2 separate regions of the Xenopus tropicalis genome follow, and region 1 is linked to region 2. The links are chromatin contacts, called in public Hi-C maps. All regions are on one chromosome and are shown on one strand. Each heading gives the region's core, a stretch centred on a gene start, on an enhancer-like site or on the middle of the called end of the contact. The rest is flanking DNA. Distances are from core to core; before and after follow the strand shown. Region 1 has its middle 40 kb from the start of runx1t1. Region 2 holds the start of runx1t1 (protein CBFA2T1).

Region 1 (3,226 bases), core at 395-2,894, 40 kb before region 2:
ATGGGCAGGACAGAGAAGGCACTAGTCCTGGGCTCCAAATAAATGGCCCCTGATTGGTGGTTATGGGCTACTAGACCTGGGCAAACTGAAAATATTGTAAAAAAGGTGCAATGTTTGGTTAAGCACTTCTGCCTTGCTGCACTGGGGTCCTGGGTTCATTTTCAGCTTTGAGTAGGGGCTACTAAGCACACCGGGGGGGGGGGCTCACAGATTTACGCCATTGTTAGCCACACTTCATAGATAAGCCTTAAGGTCCCCATACACAGGCCGATAGTAGCTGCCGATATCAGTCCCTTGGACTGATTCGGCAGCTTATCGACCCGTGTATGGGCGCTACCCGCGACCCGTGTATGGGCGATATCTGGCCTGAAATCGGCCAGATCTCGATCGGGCAGGTTAGAAAATCTAGTCGGATCGGGGACCACATCAGCTCTTTGATGCTGTCCCCGGACCGACTTTGCCTATGCCCCAGGGCCAAACCAAACAATCGAATTACCCTGGATTCTCCCAATATCGCCGACCCATAGGTGGGGGATATCGGGAAAAGATCTGCCAAGTGAGCGGATCTGCCAGTGGGCACCTTTAGTATCTTATACTATCCTAAATGCATACTGATGGCAAAGAACTCTTGGCCCCATGGTCCCTATCCAGTACCCTAAGGTATGGTTATCCAGAAGACCCCAGGTTACAAGTGTTCCAGATATGCAACTCCCAGCATCCAGCGGCTCAGAAGATTCCTGAAACTGCTGCTACACAATGGCTGGTGGGGGGGGGGGACTACAGTTTGAGCAATTTCTAAACTCTGAAATGAATTTGTAAAACTGGGGTCCCATCTATGTAATGTATCCAAATAAATCCCTTTTTACCTGCACTTTCTTGCACATTATCGCTTTCTGGTGTAAAAAATGTGTAATGTGATTAAAACAATTGACAGTCGTAATCAGTTACTGTCTTGATTGAATTTAAATTGTGCAGATTATCATCCTCTTCTTTCTTCCCCCTTTTTCCCCCCCCCTCTCTTGAAGCCGTGGAGATATGAGATCTACAGACAGGTAATTAACAATCTAAAAGGACAAAAGCAGTTGGAAAGTTAATTATGTGTGATTATCTGACAAAGAAAGGTGATTATGGAGCCGAATGACAAAAGGAAAGTGTTGAATGGAGACAGAAATGCCACACTACAAACTGATAAAACCCGGGCCACCCATGGCTAAATGAGGAGGAGTACAATCTCGTTTGTTGTGTTCTGCGTTGCAGCACTTTGCACAAATTTAGTCTGTATTGTTTTCGGAGATACAATTACACGGCTTTTTATTTCATTTCTTTAATTCCTAGTGCCTAAACAAGCAGTATGAATGCGGTAAGTATTTAGTAAGCCGTGCTGTGCAACAACTTCTAACCAATTCAAAACTTTGTTTTATTTAAAGGGATACCATCGCCAGTAAATGACACCCTTTTTCATAACCACGGTTTTAGGCATCATTTACGAACAAGCTAACAGGGTTGAGGAGACCGCCTCATACGTATGCAAATAAGGCAGAGGGATTCTGGGAACAAATTCCTTAAGGCATCATTTACAAATGCACAAACTCAAGTGCTAGGGAGTACATATTGATTCACTCCAGAATGCCTGGGGGGGGGGGGAGCCAGGAACTGGGGAATGGCAGGGCCAGGACAGGGCAAGGAAGGTGGGAATCAGAGCAGTGTGTTTGGAATTATGGGGGTTGTAGTTTGTTGGGTTGCCTGTCAGGAAGGGTGGAGACATGAGGGGTTAAAGAAGGAAGGAAGTAAAGGGGAAGCGTTTTCTTTTACCTTGAATAGTTAGAGAGCAAAGGGTTAGCCGAGTTGGGGGTGTTACTAATATGAAGTCGCATTTTGCAATTTTTTCACGGTTTCACAAATTTTTTGGCGAAGCGAAACAGGACAGATTTGCTTTTCACTAATAGTGGTATGAAGTGTAGGGCATAACAAGAGATAGGCCAGGAGCCAAAGTGATGGAATGGCCCTGGCGGAAGAAGCGTGAGTTATAGAGGAAACCTCACCTAGGAGGTACAACAGACGGGACCCTCACTCTTAGTTAAAATGGTTTGCTGCCTTCAGTGTCTGTCAAAGCTTACAAGGAAGTTAATTATATTAATTATATTATATAAACGTAATTGTTACTGAACAAAAGTGTTTTGTTTAGTATAGTATAGTATCTTAATAAAGGGGGAGGAGCTTGTGGTTGTTGGGAGGGGCCTGTCAAATTAATGCTGCTCCTGTCATGCTCACTATGCCAATAAGTCCATGAATAGCGTGCAACTGTACCCACTGATGCCGCGGAACCTCGGACCTACGGTCACACTGGTAGCCCCAGGGTCCCCTAAGCAGGTTGCCTAATTATGTGCACCAGATTTGTGGCCTGATGCTAACGGCGTTTAAAATGCACACTTTGGCAATGACACAACCCCCACTCTGAAAATGCTAGATTTGCATCAAAACACAAGCACAATTGTGTCTGTTTTGACATATCGGCGCCATTGTGGCAGAAGCAACTCCGAGCACAGCTGCATCTTACTGAAATTATGGAAAGAAATGCAGCTTCCAAAATTGCACTGTGAACAATGCGCTTGTTGATAAATTAGCCCTTTTGATTTGTATTCATGTTTTAAACATTAACATTATTTTCTGTCATACTTTTTTCAGGCTAAAAATATGTCCCTTATACATTAGGAACATATTGGTGTAATAGCCATTCATTCACATTAAGGGCCATCAGATTGATATTTTACCAGCTTGGGTGGAAAAAATAATGCTTGAGATATTGTTATTAATAGGGAAGCAAGATAATAATACAGTGGCCACTCTAGTCACAATCACAAGTGACCTGAAACATGTCTTTGGCATCTCAATAAAACAACTTAGACCAAGGTATAATGTGGCCCTCCAGTGTGTTGCTTTATAGGCAGGCCTGCACTGGCAATGTGGCAATTGGTTTCTGGCAAATGCCAGAGGGGCTGCTGTAAGATGCTATAGAAAGTCACTATTTATTGGGCCTGTGGGGGGCTGTTTGGGCCTCTGTGTACCTGATAGATTTAATTTGAATCTCAGTCTGTACCTGTTTGATGGCCTTTATAGACCGGACAGGCTAAGACGGTTTCTGTGCAAACTGCAGCTGCTATTTAAGAGTAAAGGCTTCCAGACCAAGTTGGCAGTTTATTGGCCCAAGTATGGTGCCAAGTATGGT
Region 2 (3,045 bases), core at 463-2,962:
TTTTGTACATACCAACTGGATCTATAAGGAGAAGTGTATTAGGCAGCCCTCCGAGTGCTATACATAGCCATTGTTCTGTTCAGATGTGCGCATAAGCGAAAAGCACTAAGGAACAGATGATGCCTCTAACAGAAAGGGGTTAATCGCCCAGTGTGCAACGGAGACGAATGTAGCTTAAATACAGAGCTCAGGAAATGTCAGGCTAAAAGGTAAAGTGAATTAATGGGAAGAATCCAGAATTAGTACAACTGCTATTGAGCAATTGTTATTGGGGGTAGTCTATATGTTCTGTGCTGTTTTATACCATACATTTCAGGTTGTTTGACCTTTTTTATTTGAAACGTTTCTACATGCACTTAGTATTTGTAATGCATTCCTACACACCCCATTTATATAAAGCTACATATAACAAATATATATATAGCTATATAGGTGGCCAGTATTTACATCAGAGATACTGGCAAAGTAGAACATGGATCCCACACCAGGCCGTGAAAACTCGTAGCACCCGTTACATGCCCAAAATGAATATGGGATCTTGCTGGTACAGTGTTCAACACCCATGTAGCTAAGGCTTCAAACACATAGGTGCCAAATATGCATATAATATATTATTATTAACATTTATTTATAAAGCGCCAACATATTCCGCAGCACTGTACAATAACCAATAACCGATACAAGAGGTGAAGAGTGCCCTGCTCAAAAGAGCTTACAATCTACAAAGAGAAATGGTTGAGACACAATTGCATCCAAGGTGCACTTCTTTTGAAAGCTACGTTCCAAAAACATTTTTAATGTGGAGAGATGGCAGAAATATAAATGCAGTCAAAAAATACACCCTAACAAACAAAGATCCCTATCTTGGATCTTGCTAGGCCACCCTTTGTGTGTCAGTGGCACTGCACATGCTCCGTGTGATCTGGGCTGCTGCTGAGAAGCTCAGTTTAGAAGTCAACACCCCTAGCAGAAAGCAAGTTTACATTAGTAGCCACTGTTATGGGGCTGGTTGTTAACCTATTCTGATGCAGGCTGCATTGGTTTATATGTTGCATGTAATGTGAATCTGAATTATTCATGTTCAGCATATCTGCCAGTGATAAGACCCAGAAGCCCCTGTGGCCCCCAATACCTCAAGACACAAGGCTCAGCATATCTAGCCATGTTTGATTCAGTTTGTTCATAGAAAACAAGGAAATAGAGATAACAAATTATTGGGACAGACACTGAAATCCATGTTGAGACCACTCACCCCAGTGACAGCTGGCACCCATGCAGTGGGCAGGTAGCCCTAGGTGGCTAGCAAAGGGGAGATCTTTGTTCCTCTGTGGCCATTATCTAATGGAAAAACAAACACAGTAAAGAAAGCATCTGACAGAAGGGGATTAGGCGAGAGAGGGAGGCTGGAGGCAGAGCAGCACCGGGGCTGTGAGAGCAGATGGCGGGGAAAGTGCTTGGGTTACTGCAGGGCAGGCAGCTTAGCCACAGCCACGTTACTTGCCCAGCGCATCGGAGGCACCAAATAAGTGAGAGCAGAGTAGAAAGCAGCGGGCAAGGTGCCCAAGAGCCTCCCATTGTTCCCAGGACTTGACCCCCCCTGACCTCCTCACGACACAGATGTCTGGTACCTCCATCACCTCCCACCGCCGGCAGCCCCTCCCACCGCCGGTAGCCCCTCCCACCCCGCACCTGGGCAGCTGAGCCGGCCTGTCTGCTGCCAGAGAGCTGCTCGGCTACTGAGGGAGACAGAGAGCGACTGCAGCAGGGCAAAGAGAAATAAACAGAAGGAGAGAGAGAGAGAGGGGAGGGGAAAGCAGCGAGAGGAGGAGGAAAGGGGGGGAGAAGCAAAGAGATCGCAGCCTTATGGTGGAACTCAGCACAGATCGCATCAGGCTCCGTCCTCCTCCATGACAGCCCCACACTCTGCTTCAAAGCGATGTGTCGCCTCTCTGCAGACCACCACCAGCCCTGACTCCTGACACCCCCCCACACACCCACCCAACACCCAGCCTGCTCCTGTCTGCAACACCAGGATCCTGTCAGGGTGCTGGCACAGTTACAGCTCAGCTTGGAGACTGGGTGGGTTTTCTCTGCCTGCCTCCCCCCTACTCCTTTCTATGAGCTGTGGGGCAGCTGGAGTTGCTCACTTAGTTTGGACTTCTCTGGACGTGGATCATCTGGACTTCCCTGCATTCCTCCTCTTCTCCAAGCACTTTGGGAATTTGTTTTTTTATCCAAACTTGCCCTCCTACTTCTCCTCCCTGCGTCTTGCTGCAGAGTCGCTTCTCAGAGGACAGGAACTTTGTATATTTTGCAGCTACAAGCCTGTGGCGAATGGTGGGAATCTCAAGCACCTTCCAGTGTAAGTACCTTCATCCCTTGCCTCTTGCTCAGGTGAAGCGCAATGGGGGGGTCCAGCCAAAGCTCCTCCAGCTGTTGGAAGGTATTGGGTGGGGGGGGGGGTTGGGGTGGCAGCAGCTGGAGGACCAGTAAGGAACCCCACTTTGAAATGGATTTGACTTGCCTTTGAGTTGACTAAGTTTGCTCACAACCATCCTACTTGGCTACCATAAGGAGGAAAGCAGCTCAAGAGCCATAACAAGTGTTTCAAATGCAATAAAAACGAGCACATTGTCGCAGTGGCTGCATTTGTGATAGTATATATGCTTTTCCACCTTCCAGTCTCTGCAAAATGTTATTTTCTGTAATGTTTTAGCTAATGTAGGATTCATATTTTGAGAAGCAAAGTATAAAGTGGCTGTTTTGTTTGGGGGGGGGGGCAGTTATAAATCACCATGTGTTTTCTCTCCATTCGAGATTTTCTGCGATTTATGGGCAGTAGAGTCGTCTGCAGGCAATAGATTGCGAGCTCCTGCGGTTGCTGCTTTCAAAATGGTTGCACTGTAGTGGTTGTGTAATAGTGAGAACTGCACGACTTATTTTTGTGTTGTTGTTGTTGTTGATGCTGAAGAAGTAGCAGGACATGAGATTATGCCAGGGTGCCCAATATGCCAGCCCGTAGCGCTGGGCACCCAGTCAGCCCTA

The links. Hi-C and Micro-C count contacts between places; a contact is called where the count stands out from the background.
Region 1: a contact with region 2 is called in a Hi-C map of gastrula embryo, with 1.6 times the contacts expected there. The contact joins the enhancer-like site here to the promoter of runx1t1 in region 2. A contact is called at or near these places in 2 of 5 Hi-C or Micro-C datasets (gastrula embryo and neurula embryo).

Annotation. Positions count from the first base shown.
Region 1 is chr6:127,127,904-127,131,129 of UCB_Xtro_10.0, reverse strand. No RefSeq gene overlaps it. Among named protein-coding and RNA genes, the nearest start is that of runx1t1, 40 kb to the right of the region's middle. Within about 2 kb of position 1,644, at least 3 of the 11 cell types and tissues checked have an H3K27ac peak or open chromatin away from gene starts, as enhancers often do. A contact at or near this core is called in gastrula embryo, where this site is marked.
Region 2 is chr6:127,088,314-127,091,358 of UCB_Xtro_10.0, reverse strand. It overlaps runx1t1 (protein CBFA2T1), which reads left to right and starts at 1,712. Exons shown (of 11, transcript XM_002934415.5): 1 at 1,712-2,362. The coding sequence starts at 2,335.